3 separate regions of the Mus musculus genome follow, and regions 2 and 3 are each linked to region 1. The links are chromatin contacts, called in public HiCAR-type maps. All regions are on one chromosome and are shown on one strand. The core of a region is the stretch at or near the end of the contact, and the rest is flanking DNA. Distances in the headings are between cores, read along the strand shown.

What was found. HiCAR-type assays count read pairs that join an accessible place to other places.
Region 2: a HiCAR-type map of astrocytes shows a contact between it and region 1, with 3 times the contacts expected there. The contact joins the promoter of Nde1 here to the promoter of Ppm1f in region 1. A contact is called at or near these places in 2 of 115 datasets of contacts at active chromatin or transcription factors (astrocytes and embryonic forebrain) and 1 of 9 other capture datasets (liver).
Region 3: a contact with region 1 is called in a HiCAR-type map of astrocytes, with 3 times the contacts expected there. The contact joins the promoter of Snai2 here to the promoter of Ppm1f in region 1. A contact is called at or near these places in 1 of 39 promoter capture datasets (hippocampal neurons) and 1 of 115 datasets of contacts at active chromatin or transcription factors (astrocytes).

The regions. Positions count from the first base shown.
Region 1 is chr16:16,894,374-16,899,330 of GRCm38.p6, reverse strand. It overlaps Ppm1f (protein phosphatase 1F (PP2C domain containing)), which reads right to left and starts at 2,862. Exons shown (of 8, transcript NM_176833.4): 1 at 2,707-2,862.
Region 2 is chr16:14,161,138-14,166,094 of GRCm38.p6, reverse strand. It overlaps Nde1 (nudE neurodevelopment protein 1), which reads right to left and starts at 2,820. Exons shown (of 9, transcript NM_023317.2): 1 at 2,727-2,820.
Region 3 is chr16:14,703,317-14,708,273 of GRCm38.p6, reverse strand. Snai2 (snail family zinc finger 2) reads right to left here and starts at 2,422. Exons shown (of 3, transcript NM_011415.3): 1 at 2,222-2,422; 2 at 1,015-1,563; 3 at 1-159. The coding sequence starts at 2,300.

The DNA.
Region 1 (4,957 bases), core at 1,613-4,112:
GGGGAGAAGCTGGGGTGGGCAGAGTGCTGGGTTGGGGGAGCTGTTTGATTTCAACAGAATCCACAGTTGCAAAGGACTCAGAAAGAGAGGGCCATGTGCATGAGTGTGTGTAAGTCAGTAAGCAGGGCTGCACTGCTTTGATTGGTTTGGCCAGATTGACACTTGGCTGGGTCCTCCCGGTTCTGGTATGTGTGCCTCTCTGTACGTATGAGCTAGCAGTTGCTCCTCAGACTCTGAACTTAGGGTCTTTGTGTCTCCTCCCTGCCAGTATTGGGATCACAGGTATGCACCACTTCTGGTGTATGTGGTGCTGGAATTGATCATGCATGCTAGGCAAGCAGTCTATCAAGAGAGCTTTACCCCAACCCCCTCTCCCCCCAGAACTCTTATTTCTCTATTTGTAACTGGCTGCTAGGAATAGTCTGGTATAAATCCTTCTAGATCTTAACCAATATCTTACTACATACATGGAAAAGATTTTATTTATATTTATAAATGCTTATTATAAAGATTATAGCAAAATATACATTAAAAACTATCACTTGGGCTGGTGAGATGGCTCAGTGGGTTAGAGCACCCGACTGCTCTTCCGAAGGTCCAGAGTTCAAATCCCAGCAACCACATGGTGGCTCACAACCATCCGTAACAAGATCTGACCCCCTCTTCTGGAGTGTCTGAAGACAGCTACAGTGTACTTACATATAATAAATAAATAAATCTTTAAAAAAAAAAAACAACAAAACTATCACTTTAGTCTGGCATGGTGGTTCATGCCTATAATCCTACCACTTGGGAAACCATTACCAACCACTTGGGAAACCGACGGAGCCTTGACATCAGTTTGGTGCTAGTCTGGGCTACTGAGTAAAACCTTGTCTCAAAAAAAACAAAAACAAAAACAAAAAAAAAAAAACCAAATCAAAACCAAACCAAGCAAAAACTAAAATACCCTCCCCCCAAACAAACAAAAACCAAAGGGTGTGGAGTAGGGTTTGGACGGGTAGCTCAACTGGTGATACTTGCCTTGAAGGCACAGGCCCTAGGTTCCTCGATAAAACTGGACATGGTGGTGAACACCTACAATTCCAGTGCTTGGAAGATAGAGCCAAATGGAGATAGATTACAAGTTCAAGTTCAATCTTAGCTATATTATGAGTTGGAGGCCAGCCTGGGCTCCATGAGACCCTGTCTCAAAACAAAACAAAAATGCCAAAACACACTTTAAGACTATGTTTCTTTCTATTGGTGCTGGAAATTCAACCTACAGAACATATGCACGCTGAACATAGATGGACTCCACCCCAGCCATGTCTACACCCCCCCCCCCCACTATCTTTCATGGGCTGTTCTGTGCAGCCATATTATTGTGCTGCCATTTTTCTTTTGAAAGGGATCCTAAGCTCCATGTGGTCAGTGTCCTGGCTGTTTGTGCTCAGCAGGCCTGCATGGCCACTAGAGTGAGGTAAGCAGCCTGAGGTCTGGGGGGATCACACAGGAAATGAAAACTCTCCCTTAGTACACTGGGTAGCAAAGACAGTCTTCCAGAAAAGACTGGCTTCAGGCAACATCACAGAGGAATTCTGCAAATTAATCTGTTGTGGGAGGTTAACAGTTATTAGAACAATTGTTTTGTTTATGTCTCAGAACTGTGTGGGAAAACATGCCATCAGGTCATACTGCAGTTGAAAAAAAAACCAGGTGGTAGGAGGAAAGTGTTACTCTAAGGTCACAAATATTAGTTGTCACCAAAGCAGGACTCAGTTGAGGAATCTGGTGCCCAGTGACTTGGCCACTTCCATCCCAGTTTGCCGCTGAGTAAAAGTAAAATTTGACGATGGGAGGAATATGAACACTGAGACCATGAGGTAGAGGCAGCTCTCGTTCAGTTCCTTAGGTGGGAACAGTTCACAGGGCTGTCCCAGGGCACATTGTGAACACATCTGTTAATCAAGGGGCCTAGAAATAGGCGGCCTTGGTAGGGCAGACCACTGCCTTCCACTGGGCCTCACTAGATGTTAGTCTGCAGAAATCCTTACAATCCCTTTTCTCCTCATTATACGGAGAGCTTAGGGGGCTGGCCTGAGACCACACAACTGTAACGGTGAAGCCCAAGGCTCTCAGGACTGAGGCTCTACTGCAATCTAGCCCAATGGCTTCAGCCTGCGTCTTGAAACCAGGTGGTAAGTAAAACACTAGCTTTAAATACACTTAGGGACGCCACTGGGCTGGGCATTCAGGTTGAAAATGTGGTCCCAGTCCGGGTCGTCACTAGTAGGGCTGAGGGTAGGGCCGTGGGCCTAGCCCTCATGTTTTGGAAGATAAGAGGGAATGATCCTTGAAAACAGGATTGTCACTCCTTGGTACTGTTTTGCCTCACAGCTCTCAGCCTCCTCCTGGACCTCGGTTCAGACACAGCCCTGGGGGAGGGTGTCAATGGATTCCCAGTTCCGTGCCTTTAGTTTCCGACGCCTTGCCACCAGGGCCCGGCGGCGGCTTGCTCAGATTTTTTGCTCACAGCTATCCCCCAAAGTCCCATGGGCTCAGGCACCCGAAACCGGTCTTGGCCTTAGTGCTTTCTCACCTCTCCATTTCGTCCTCAGTCTCATTTCACTTTCGTGCATCTCAGGCCCCCACATGACCCCCACCCTAGTCCGAGTCTTCCACCCTCACCCTCGCTCTTCATCCCTTGCACCCCGCGGGCCTCACCTGCCAGCCTGCCGCAGTGCTCCCCACGAGCTGCTCTGGGCAGCCCCGCCTACTTCCCGTCCTAGGCGCCGCAGGCTCTGCGCAAGCGCAGTCGGGCCTCGGGCGCACCTCTGCTGCCTCCTGCTGGTCCCTCTGCTCTCTTGTTTCAGGGACGACAAGAGCCCCAATAGCCAGTGCGTTGCTACACTTCTCCAGCCTTGACTGGGCAGAAAGCAGTCCTTGCTTCACAATGCTCAGTCATTGCTTCACAACGTGTGTGGTGATCAGTCTCAGGGCAGTGATGCGGCTTCATACTGCTCAGGACTGGCCACCCATCAGAGACTTTAGAAAATATTTTCATGTATAACATTATATTCATTTTATACCAATGAACGTGTACACTGCCTGTGTACAGTGTGGAGAGTACCCCTTCAAGTTTCATTGTGGTCCTGCCCACTTAACCACAGGCCCCAGGGGCTTTGTGGTTAAGGGTTCCAGGCCCTTTGTGCTCAGCAGGACTGCATGGCCACTGAGAATTCGTTGAGCAGCTTGAGCTCTGGGGCTATAAAGCAGGAAATGAGACACTTTTCTTAGTGCACTGGGTAGCAAAGGCAGTCTTAAAGACAAGGTTGGCTCCAGGTTGTCACCTGGCTTTTAAAACAATTGTTCCGGCATGGTGACGCAAGCCTTTAATCCCAGCATTTGGGAGGCAGAGGCAGACAGATTTCTGAGTTCGAGGCCAGTCTGGTCTACAAAGTGAGTTCCAGGACAGCCAAGGATACACAGAGAAACCCTGTCTCGAAAAACAAAAACAAAACAAACAAAAAAACCCAATTGTTTGTTTTGTTTATGTCTCAGAACTGTGCTGACAAGCACATGCCATCAGACCCCATTGTCTTAGGAACTTGTCACCTGATTAGGTTTCAGGGAACCCATGAGCCTGGGGAACCAATAGATGGGTGTGTGTACTGGCATGGTGGGGAGAATGTCTGTCTGCTACGCAAGTAGAGTCCTGGTTCATTCAACCTGATTAAGGTTTGAGGTCATTTATAACCTGATGAGGTAGAGGGTGATACAGAGAAGACAGCAAAAGCAGGCACTAGGAACCTGGCCCTGTTAGGCTCTAGGCCAAGGACATATCTGTAATGTACCCTTTCCTGAGGTTGCTGTCACCATGATTGTCTTGTTTGTAGTCTACTATGCCAAAGCCTTTACTCTTGTTAAATTCCCAATATTAGCTATACCAACCAGCTTAGCTCAAACCTCTTCATCAAGACATGCCAAGCTGTGGGGTAGAGCCAGGAGGTCTCAGAGTGCTCAGTTCCAGGTCTCTCATCTGTGTCCTCTCCCAGTTCCCAAAATCCTTTCCCAGAAACCTGTTCTGAGCACTATGAGAGTGAGTGCAAACACTCCCTACCACACTAGCCTCTATCACTCAGAGACTGGCTGTATTACTTAGGCTTTAAAAATCTCAGGAAAGGACCTCAAACCCTTTGTTCTAGAATTTCCAGGCTCTTTACAATGGGGGTACAACTTGGTAATACTTCTGCTTAAAGGGAGCTGTTATGATTTGAAATCTGGAAGTCTCTTGAAAACTTGAGCTTTTGGGAGGTGAATGGATCATCAGGACGCTAACATCAGCAGATCAGTCTATTGGATTCATCATTCATAATAATGACATTATTAGGAGACAACGAAAACTAGGATGGAGGAAGGTCATGAGTATGTGTGCCCTGCAAGAGTGTATAGCTCTAGTCCCTGGAAAGGTCTATTTTGCCAGTCTTTCCTCTCTCCTCTTCTTAGCTACCAGAGATGACTCAAACTGAGCCCAAATCCATCTTTCTTCCTTTAAATTTTGCTCAGGTGTTTTATCACAGTGAGGAAAGGTGATTAATGGAATTTTGGCTCTCTCTTGGATATTAATTTTTCCCATAGGGCTAGAATGTATAGAAGAGGTCCACGGTGCCTTCTACAGTGCTGGGAGGATGTTGTACTTGACGAAACAGACTTCCTCATGTTAGTATGCACCACAATCTCAAGGTAAGAGAAACGGGACCTGCAGTGCCTGGGGGACAAACCACTGGAGAGCTAGCCTGTGAGATCTTGCATGCCTCCCACAATACAGGTCGCCCTGCAGCTCTGATCTCATCAGCTTCCAGAGCAGAAAAGGTGATGCCTAGGAACACAGCTGCTAAGACAGTTCACCTCTAGTCCTAATTGTTCTTGGCTGACAGGTTAGCAATGATAATGAGGCTGTACTGATGGGTGTGTG
Region 2 (4,957 bases), core at 1,571-4,070, 2.7 Mb after region 1:
CCTGGAATCTCAGCATCAAGGAGACGGAAGCAGGAGGGTCAGAAGTTCAAGGCCATCCTTGAGAAGGCCTGGGCCACACGAACCCTGAGATGATAGTGAGAAAAAAATGAGGAGGAAGGGAATAGAGAAGGGGGAAAAAAGAGAAAGAGGAAGGGAAAGGGGGGAGGAAGAGGAGCAGGAACAGCCAGAGGCAGCAGCTACTGCAGCCTTGATCATCTCTAACAACCATGAAGCAGTGGTGGAAGCAACTAGACCCGAATGCACTATGTCTTTTTTGAAGTCAATTCAAGAACTGCAAAGTTGCACATAGATTGGCAGGAAGTCAGTTTGGACCACAGTCTTTTAAAAACACCATTATAATAGGTGTTAATACCAGGTTGCAGTTCACATAGCTTTGTGCCTGCTATCTTAAAAACAGAGTGGTGGTCCACGCCTACAATCCCAGCTACTATGACATGTGAAGCAGAGGATTTCTAAATGTGAGTCCAATCTGGACAACTTAGAAAGACCAAGACTCTTATCTCAAAAATAAAATTGAAACAAAGCACTAGGTAACCAGCTCAGGCAGGGGAGACCTCGGCTAAGGCACATGGGTTTAATTCCAAGTCCTATCAAAAACCAAGAGAATATGGTGTGCATTTATATTACTCATGTGTTGGTAACTTGCTTTTCAATGCCTTGGTGCTTGCTATCTTACGCCTCTGTGGACCAATTCAGGGACCACACAAATATGTTTGGTAGGGCAGGGGAGATGGCTCAACTAGTAAAAGGCTCTCATACAAACACGAGAGCCTGAGTTCAAATACAAAACACCCATGTAAAAAGCTGCACACTGGTGTTCTACAATCCCAGTGCTAGGTGTGGGGAGACAGAGATAGGCAAGATCCCTAAAGTTCAGCGGCCAGCCAACCTAGCCCAACTAAGGAGTTTCAAAAACTTAAAATAAATCAATACAAGAGTTAAGATGGAAAACAACAGAAGAAAGAGTCCTCTTATAGACTTCTGGTACTCCACACAGTACCTCTATGCTAACAAGTACACACACCACACAAAATTCAAAAAGCAAATTTTAAAAAGTACCTGTTTCCCGTAAGGTGGTTTTACACGTCTAAGAATTCATTTCAGCACGGGGTTTCTGTGTATGTGCAAAGTATTCCTGTGCATGAGGAGCCAGAAGTGGGGTTTGTGTGTGTGTGTGTGTGTGTGTGTGTGCAGGTGTTTGTGTGCATGCAGGGTCAGAAGTGACATCAGGTGTCTTCCTCTATCACTCTCCACCTTTTTAATTTTATTTATTTATTTATTTATTTATTTATTTTTGAGGTAAGGTCTCTCATTGAACCCAGGGCTCACATTCTCCTGCACTGGGCAGCAAGCCTCAGGGCCCCCCTGTCCCCCAAGCTGGGTACTGCAAATCACAGGTGTGCACCATCACACCAGCTTTTTGGTGCTGGGGACATCACTTAGGTCCTCACACTTTGAAATAAGAACTTTCAGTCCTTAGGATTGGTTTTGTTGGGAGGAGTCCCCCAAAATTAAGTCTACAAAACTGTCTGAGAACACACACAAGTCACACACCTCTAATTTCAAATTTCTAGGAAAGAAATAAAGTGATGTCTGAGTGAAGAAAGCTAGCCAAGCTGATCACCAATACTCGATGCCAATATCGAATGAACCAATACCCTTCTCCAGCCCAAGTTTATATCTCTCTCAAATAAACAAGACGTGAATGGGAGCCAGGTGATGGTGGACACCTCTAATCCCAGCACTTGGGAGGCAAAGGCAAGAGAATCAACTTGAGTTCGAGGCCAGCCTGGTCTATAGAGCAAGTTCCAGGTCAAACACATCAAGAGTCAGTCACTAAGCCTAGCTTGTCTTCTTGCTGCTTAAGTACAAAGACATGCGACTTCAGAGGGGTTGGAGGGTTGGTCATAGTTCTGTAAGTTCCTCTTACTGAACTCCATATGGAATTCTGAAAGGGGAATTACTTAAACCTCAAAACGGGCTGAATACCAGTGTGCTGGGGAAGAGAAGTGCGTGGTCAGATACCCTCAGGCTCTGGAGTAGTTTCTATCAGACTATACTTCAAAAGCACCCCTTCTGAGTCCTAAAATGTTATCCTAACACACAATACACAGAAACAGGTGGCAGAGCCAATTACAAACCTCCACCCAGCTAGAGAAGTTGAGCGAGGATCCGGCTAAAGCGCAGAAGGATGCACAACCTGGCAAAAAGTCGAGATGATTTAGGAAATATGAAGTCGCTCCGGAGTCAAGGTGACTCCGGGTTGCCCAGGACCTCAAAGAGGTAGAGGTGAGCTGGGCCAACATCCAAGGTGTGGGGTAAGCACTCTCACCCTTTGTCGGATAAAGTTTATCCGATCCAAAGTGCTGTCTAGGGAAATTTGAAACGTCCAGCGGCCGAGACCTATAGGCATCGAGGGGAAGGTTGGATATAGGTTGGTATCCGTGCGGCAGCAGTTGGGGACCCGGAAACTGTGGGGTGAAGGGGCAGACTAAGAACTCGGGGGCCTTGGGGCGGCGTGGGCATGGGTCTTGAGGACGTTCGAGGATAGAAAAGCAGCCAGCAGAAGAGGAACGGAGTTGGCCAGGGCGAGCGGCGGAGCTCACGGATGGAAGGTGGAAAGCTGAGGAGGGCAGGTGTGGGGGACACGTCGGATGGATGCTGCGGGCGTGGCGGAGACCCGCCCGCAGCCTGGCTCCACTTACCCAGCCCGGGCGGCGACGATTCCAGCGAGGCGCGGGCCGGCAGGCCTTTCTTGCCCTCCAGCCTCGCCGGTACTGCGCGGTGCGCGCCTCCCATTGGCTGCCGCTCTCGGGACGCGTCTGACTCGGCCAATCAGCGCAAAGAAGCGAGGTTTGGAAACTTTTTCTCTCTAGGCCCGGGCGCGGCTGGGCCAAGCCTCGGTGGGGGCGGGAGGGGCCGCAGGAGGCGCAGGCCACTGGCCCGGAAGGCGGGCGTGGAGAGGGCCTGCTGGCGGCTCGGTACTCGCCGTGCCACGCACTCTGGAACATCCGCACGCCTCTCCTTCACACTGGTTGCATTTATCTGCTCTTGCTCTTGCCCAAGAATAGACAAAGGAGCAATTGGTCGGAGAAACCCGGGCATTAGGAATAGCTGATATTGGGTTACACTTGTAAGTGCCCTACCCGATTCCAAAAATGCTATACTAGCCCAGAATGCACAAAGACAAAAACAGGCATAGAGAACGACAAACTTCCGCCCAGCCCACAGGACCCTTGTTATTCCACAACTTTACACCCCAAATAGAATCTTTAACTGTTGTGGCTTCTTCTGAGACAGAATAGTTTAATGTGAAAGAACTTGACTTTGAATCCTAACTCCGCCGCTTACTAGCTATGTGTATTTGAAACAAGGTATTTAATTACTCGTGGATAAAATGGTCGTCGTCGTCGTCCCCCCCCCCCCCCCCCGAGCTAAATAAATAAGTTTACAAGACTTTGTGCAGTGCTTTGTAAATAAGCCGGGCAGTGGTGGAGCACACCTTTAATCCTAGCACTCGGGAGGCAGAGGCAGACGGATTTCTGAGTTTGAGACCAGCCTGGTCTACAGCGTGAGTTCCAGGACAGTCAGAGCTACACAGAGAAACCCTGTCTTGAAAAACAAACAAACAGGGCTGGCGAGATGGCTCAGGGGTTAAGAGCACCCGACTGGTCCCGAGTTCAAGTCCCAGTAGCCACATGGTGGCTCACAACCATCCATAACGAAATCTGATGCCTTCTTCTGGGATATCTGAGGACAGCTACAGTGTACTTACATATAATAAATAAATAAATCTTTAAAAAAAAAAAAAAGTCATCATATGGTTGCTAGGAATTGACCTCTAGGAGATCAGTGTTCTTAACTGTTGAGCAATCTCTCCAGCCCCTTGTTTTTTCCTTTTTTGAAACACTTTTCCTATGTAACTTGGGCTGGCCTCAAATTTCTGAGTATTCCCTTAGCCTTATTTTTCAGTGGGATCACAGGCCCAGCTAATAATAATTTCTTAACGTTAAGCCATTAATTGTTCATTAATTATTAAATACTATTAGGCACAGGTAATTTTACAACCTGGTGACTAAGACAAAGAATCTGATCTTAAAGGGTTAATACAGTAAACGGAAACAGAATTTCAGATGCCAAATGTTGCTGAAGACTATTTAGAGACTGGGAAGCCAGAGAAAGGCATAGTTAGCTTACATTTCTGGCAGTGTTGGCCTTGAACCTAGGCCCTTGGCCATGTTAAGCAAATACTGTATCATTCAGCTGTATCTCCAGCCTCCTAGAATTGTTTAAAAGATGAGAAAAAGGGTACAGGAAATCCAAGTGTTTCGATTTTGTACCTAACAAAAGGAGCTTCAGAAGGCTCTTTTTGACTCTTACAATCATGTTCTGTTCCCCTGGGCTACACAAGTAATGCCTCCTGCCCCCTGCCCCCTGCCCCTCTCCTCAGTTTTGTTGGTTGAACTCAATACCTTACCCACTCTAGGTAAATGCTCTACCACTGACCTATACCTTCAGCCCCCTTTTTTCTTTTCTTTTCTTTTTCTTTCTTTCTTTCTTTCTTTTTTTTTTTTTTTTTAGTCAAATTCCTTCTAAGATGCCCAGGCTGGACCTAAGCTCACCCTGTAGCCTGGATAAGCTGAATTTGTAATTTTGTCTCTACCTTTGAAGGAGCTGGGATCAAAGTCCTGGGCTACTGTAGTTGGCTTTGCTCTTTTTTTTTAAAAAAAAATTCTGTTCATTTTGTTTGTAGCTTTTGTGCTGTGACCAAGCTGAGAGTTTGACTTCTCTTCCTTTGATCCTGTCCTCATGGGTGGTAGAGGAGAACTCTGTTTAGTAACTTAGGTCTTTGGGGAGTTGAATCAAATGCAAAGTATCCAGTGAAACACCAATAATAAATCTCTGTTATCTTTGTTTCATAAATGTGAAGATTATT
Region 3 (4,957 bases), core at 1,173-3,672, 2.2 Mb after region 1:
ACTCCTCATGTTTATGCAGAAGCGACATTCTGGAGAAGGTTTTGGAGCAGTTTTTGCACTGGTATTTCTTTACATCAGAGTGGGTCTGCAGATGTGCCCTCAGGTTTGATCTGTCTGCAAAAGCCCTATTGCAGTGAGGGCAAGAGAAAGGCTTTTCCCCTGTTTGAGGTAGGGTAAGGGAAAATAAAAGACAGTCAGCTTTTTATAGGACACAAAATCAAGTAATATTAATGAACATCAACAGTAGCTTAGAAGAATAAGAATTATCATAGCTTGATCATATCAACCCCCAGTTATGTAATTCTATTCCTATTTGGCCTTTCAAAACAAAACTTTAAAATATCAGCCAAACAGCTTCCGTTCTGCCAGACAGACACACATTCAGAATTGGGGCTTTTTCTTGCTAAGGGTTTCTGCTTCAACAGGTGCAGCAATGATGAGCAGCTCCCTCCATTTCCAGTATGTCTCCTCTTTCTGTATGATGACTAAGACTGGATAAATTCCATGACTTCCTGCATATGATTTCATGCTTTGGGCTTTTTTTAAAAATCAGCAACAAGAAAATGAAACAAACAAGCACACGGCCAGATCCAATTTAGCCTCATTTACTAAATTAGTCAAGAGTTGGCAGAATTCATAGCAAAAAGTATAGCCAAAAAAACTATAGGAACCCCCTCTGCCTGTTTATCAAATCAACACTAGGAGCCAGACATTTGTATTTACTGACTATCAGTTCTGCAGAACACACACCAAATACCTCAATCTTGCTTTCTAACTGATCTTTGAGACCAAATCTCCTGCATGTGCTTTCCAAAGTCTAAATGCTGTTTACAATCCCTGGAGCAGAGGCTGGAAAGGAGCACTTGCTGTTCTAACAAGCTTTAGAGCAGAAAGCAGCTATCAGTGGTTCACCTTATGAAAAACACCCCCTGTCAGTCCCTTAAGACACCCCGCAGACAGCTCTGTCACACCACTGTTTGAGCTGAGAGGCATGGTTTTCTACATTTCTCTTACCAGTGTGAGTTCTAATGTGTCCTTGAAGCAGCCAGGGTCTGGAGAAAGCCTTGCCACAGATCTTGCAGACACAAGGCAATGTGTGGGTTCGAATGTGCATCTTCAGGGCACCCAGGCTCACATATTCCTTGTCACAGTACTTGCAGCTGAACGATTTCCTAGACTGGGCATCACAGTGCAGCTGCTTGTGTTTGGCCAGCCCAGAGAACGTAGAATAGGTCTTATTGCATAAATTGCACTGAAACTTCTCAGCTTCGATGGCATGGGGGTCTGAAAGCTTGGGCTGCAGTCTCTCCTCTTCGTCACTAATGGGACTTTCTGAACCACTGTGATCCTTGGATGAAGTGTCAGAGGAAGGCGGGGGACTTACACGCCCCAAGGATGAGGAGTATCCAGTAAGAGGAGAAAGGCCACTGGGTAAAGGAGAGTGGAGTGGAGCTGCCGACGATGTCCATACAGTAATAGGGCTGTATGCTCCCGAGGTGAGGATCTCTGGTTTTGGTATGACAGGTATAGGGTAACTTTCATAGAGATATGGGGAAATAATAACTGGAAGAAAGAAAAGGAAGGAAAGAAAAAATTAAGGCAAAATATTTTTAAAATATATGTACACAGTCTGAGAGAGACCATAACAACATGCAGGAGACTCCATAGGAGACTCTCTAGTGAAGACAGCCTTACTCACAGGACACACATAAAGTCTTCCCTTCACCTGGGCTTACTGTCCTCGTGCAGGCTGACAGTTGCCCTGACTAACCTTCATTCTGGACTAGCCTTGCTGTCCCAATTTAGAACGAAGAACTAGACACTATATTAAAACTTTTTATAAAGTTGCTTTTCATTTTATGCGTGGGCTGTTCTAGCTGTACCGTGCCTGTGGCGGGTAATGGCATGCACGAATCCAGCTGCTTTCCCAAGTGCTTGGCTTCAGGAGATTGCTGCTCAGGCGAGGGGAAGGGTGCGATCACGTCCGTGCACTCCTTTTGCGTACACACAGGCTCAGAGAACTATACTGCCCGACCGGAAGGAAGCTTTCCTTGTCAGCAAAGATCTCAAAGGTTTTGAATTAAAACTTAACCTAAGTAATCAAGAGACTGCAAGGACAGTTTTGGCACAGCATTAAAAGGAAAGCGGCCCGGTGTGTTCTCTGAGTCAAGCAATAGAACCGCGGTTTACTCGCGCACAGATTTACAGAGGCGATTTTTACCTGTGTGTGTGTCCAGTTCGCTGTAGTTGGGCTTCTTGGAGGCGTTGAAATGTTTCTTGACCAGGAAGGAGCGCGGCATGGTGGCTGCGGGCGGGCGCGGGCGGATAACGGTCCAGGCGGCGGTCCTATAGCATCGCGGTGGCTCAGGTGCGGCGGGGGACAGGCAGGCGCCTCTGAAGTCACCCGGCTCCCTGCCCGACTGAGCTCCTCTGGGCGGGGAGGCGCCTTCTCCGTTGCTTTTTCTAGAAGTAACCAATCACAGCCAAGAGGTTCAGATTTCAGCTCCTCCTTCTGGAACAGCTGTGAATAGAGGAAGACTCTGTTGTCAGACTAAATTTTTCTGGTTCAAAATGGGCTGCTCATGGCATTTCAGTGGAGGCTCAAAATACATTAAATGTTTTCAAGAAAGGAAATCTCGGTTCTTGAGCACTGGGGAAACGTGTTTCCGCTAGGTGACCTACGGCGACTTGGCTTCCAGATGTGGGCAGTGCCTGGCAAGGCGAGGGCGGGAAGGAAGGGCGGCCCTCCGGACTGGGACCGCGCAGCCCCTAGTGGCCAGAGAGTCTATATTTGGAAGTTGCGTCTGGAGGGGGGTTATTGCACACAAGCAGCTGTAGGCTCTGGCTTTTGGGAAAGGAAGGTAAAGGCTCCCCGCAGCTGCCACAGCAGGTCTAGGGCGGCGTGCCAGAAAGTTAACTTGCTGATCGCTGCGTTAGACACTTGAAAGTAAAGCCTTACAGCCTACCCCAGGAACTGGAAGAGTGTAAAGATAAAAGGGAAGGCTGGTGCAGACTCCGACAATAGGCAAACTCTGGAAGAAGTATGGAAAGTTCTGATGAAGACATGTGACAAGACTTCCTCCCTTTGTAGCGCATGGTATTTTAGAGAAAGAAAAAAAAATATGAATCTCTACTGACAATTCTTAGTGTCTGCCGTTACTTAGTGGTGTTTTCTTTAGTCTTCAAAAGCCTCCCCCTTCCTCACGCCACATCCCTGGTTTGCATTAAAAGATGGGGTAAAGGATTCTTTTGCCAAGTTCTTTGACTGGCAGTTTAGGTAGTCCAGTAGCCAGCCGGTCACTTCACTTGCATTTGCACATAGGGGTAGGTGTAAAAATACTCCGAAGTGATTCATTTTAAAAGTGCAGTTTTCACTGTGCCCACAGGCAACTCTGTTTATTTCAATGTTACCCTGACTCTTCCCAACAAAATTGCAGAATCCAATTCCCCCACCTCCCCACCCCAAGACAACTAACTTTTTTTTCGTAACAGGTGCTGGAAGAAAACAGCGGAAACAGAATACCACCAGCGATGTTGAGACTTGCAAGAGAAAAGTGCATTGTCAAGCAGCATAACTTCTTAATCTGGGGATGAGAAAACGGGCGTGTGAGCGGGGGAGGGGGAAACCCGCAGACTTCCTGGGTTAATTTCAATGATTCCTCTTTCTCTTTACAATAGTCACTGATTTCAATGTCAAATACAGAAAGATATTTATATGAATCCTTAAACTAAGGGAACTGAATCTGCAGGTGACAAGAAAACAAGAAAATGTATTAGATTTCTTTCTAAGCTACCATGAGTATGGATCAGAGCTGGAGTCTGAGTTGACCTATTTCTAGTGGGTTTGCTCAGATTTAGACACCTGCTCTATAGGGCAAGAAATCTTGCCCCTTCCACCTAATTTCCAGTAAAACACACCGTTTGTTTTTTATCTAGTATTGAAAGAGGGCACAAAGCCACACATGACAACAGGGAACGCCAGAAGATAACCTGCTAAAGTGAGTTGTTGCAATTTAAAAAATCATTAACGATTCATTGTGCTTTTAAAGAACCAGTGAATTTGAAACAGGGAAACCAGCCCCTTTGTGTCCAAGGACCCAGGGGTTGTGTTAAATTACAGACTGCAGTCAAGTAACCTGTGTGTTCCAGATTGTGCTAGCCAGTATTGAGCTCAACTGATCTGATTCATGCCTTATCTATGTGAGATGTGTCCCACTGGCCGCAGGAGGAAGTCCACCGGCTGATGACATAAATCATGTTAAACAGAAGCTCTGCTTGGGCACAGCAGAGGAAAATTGATATTAAACTGATGTAATGAAAATGCAAGAATGGAAGCTTATCATACCCAAGGCCAGGTGGGAGGACTCTGCTATAACGGTTTCTCCCTGCAGACTTCAATAGATTGGGGTGCTGCTTTTAGTCACAGACTGCAAGATTTTGTTTGTGCAAGGCAGGGATTTGTCCTTAGATACACCAACATTTTAAATACTTCATTCTGTATTCATAGAAAAGGAGGGAAATAGACATAAAGAGAGACTGCGAGACAGACAGACACACACATACAGTCATACACAGATAAATCAATAGATGGATAGATGGATAGATAGATAGATAGATAGATAGATAGATAGATAGATAGATGATAGATAGATAGATAGATAGACTGATAGACTGACTGATTGATTGATTGATTGATTGATTGATTGATTGAAGTTAGTGGTGGGTAGCCTTTGCCAAACCAAGAAATTAGTCCTAAGCTGGAGAGAAACTGATGTTCCTTAATTAGGTAGGTTATAGAAATAACTTATAAGAGAGATACTTCTTGTGGAAGAGAACCCCAGCCAAGTCAAACTAGAGATGTCAGGTAAGTTAAATTAAGGAAGGCTAAACCTTAGAGTTTAAAATGTAATCTAAGGAAATAAATGGTCACAAATTCCTATAGCCTTTTTTAGTGGGC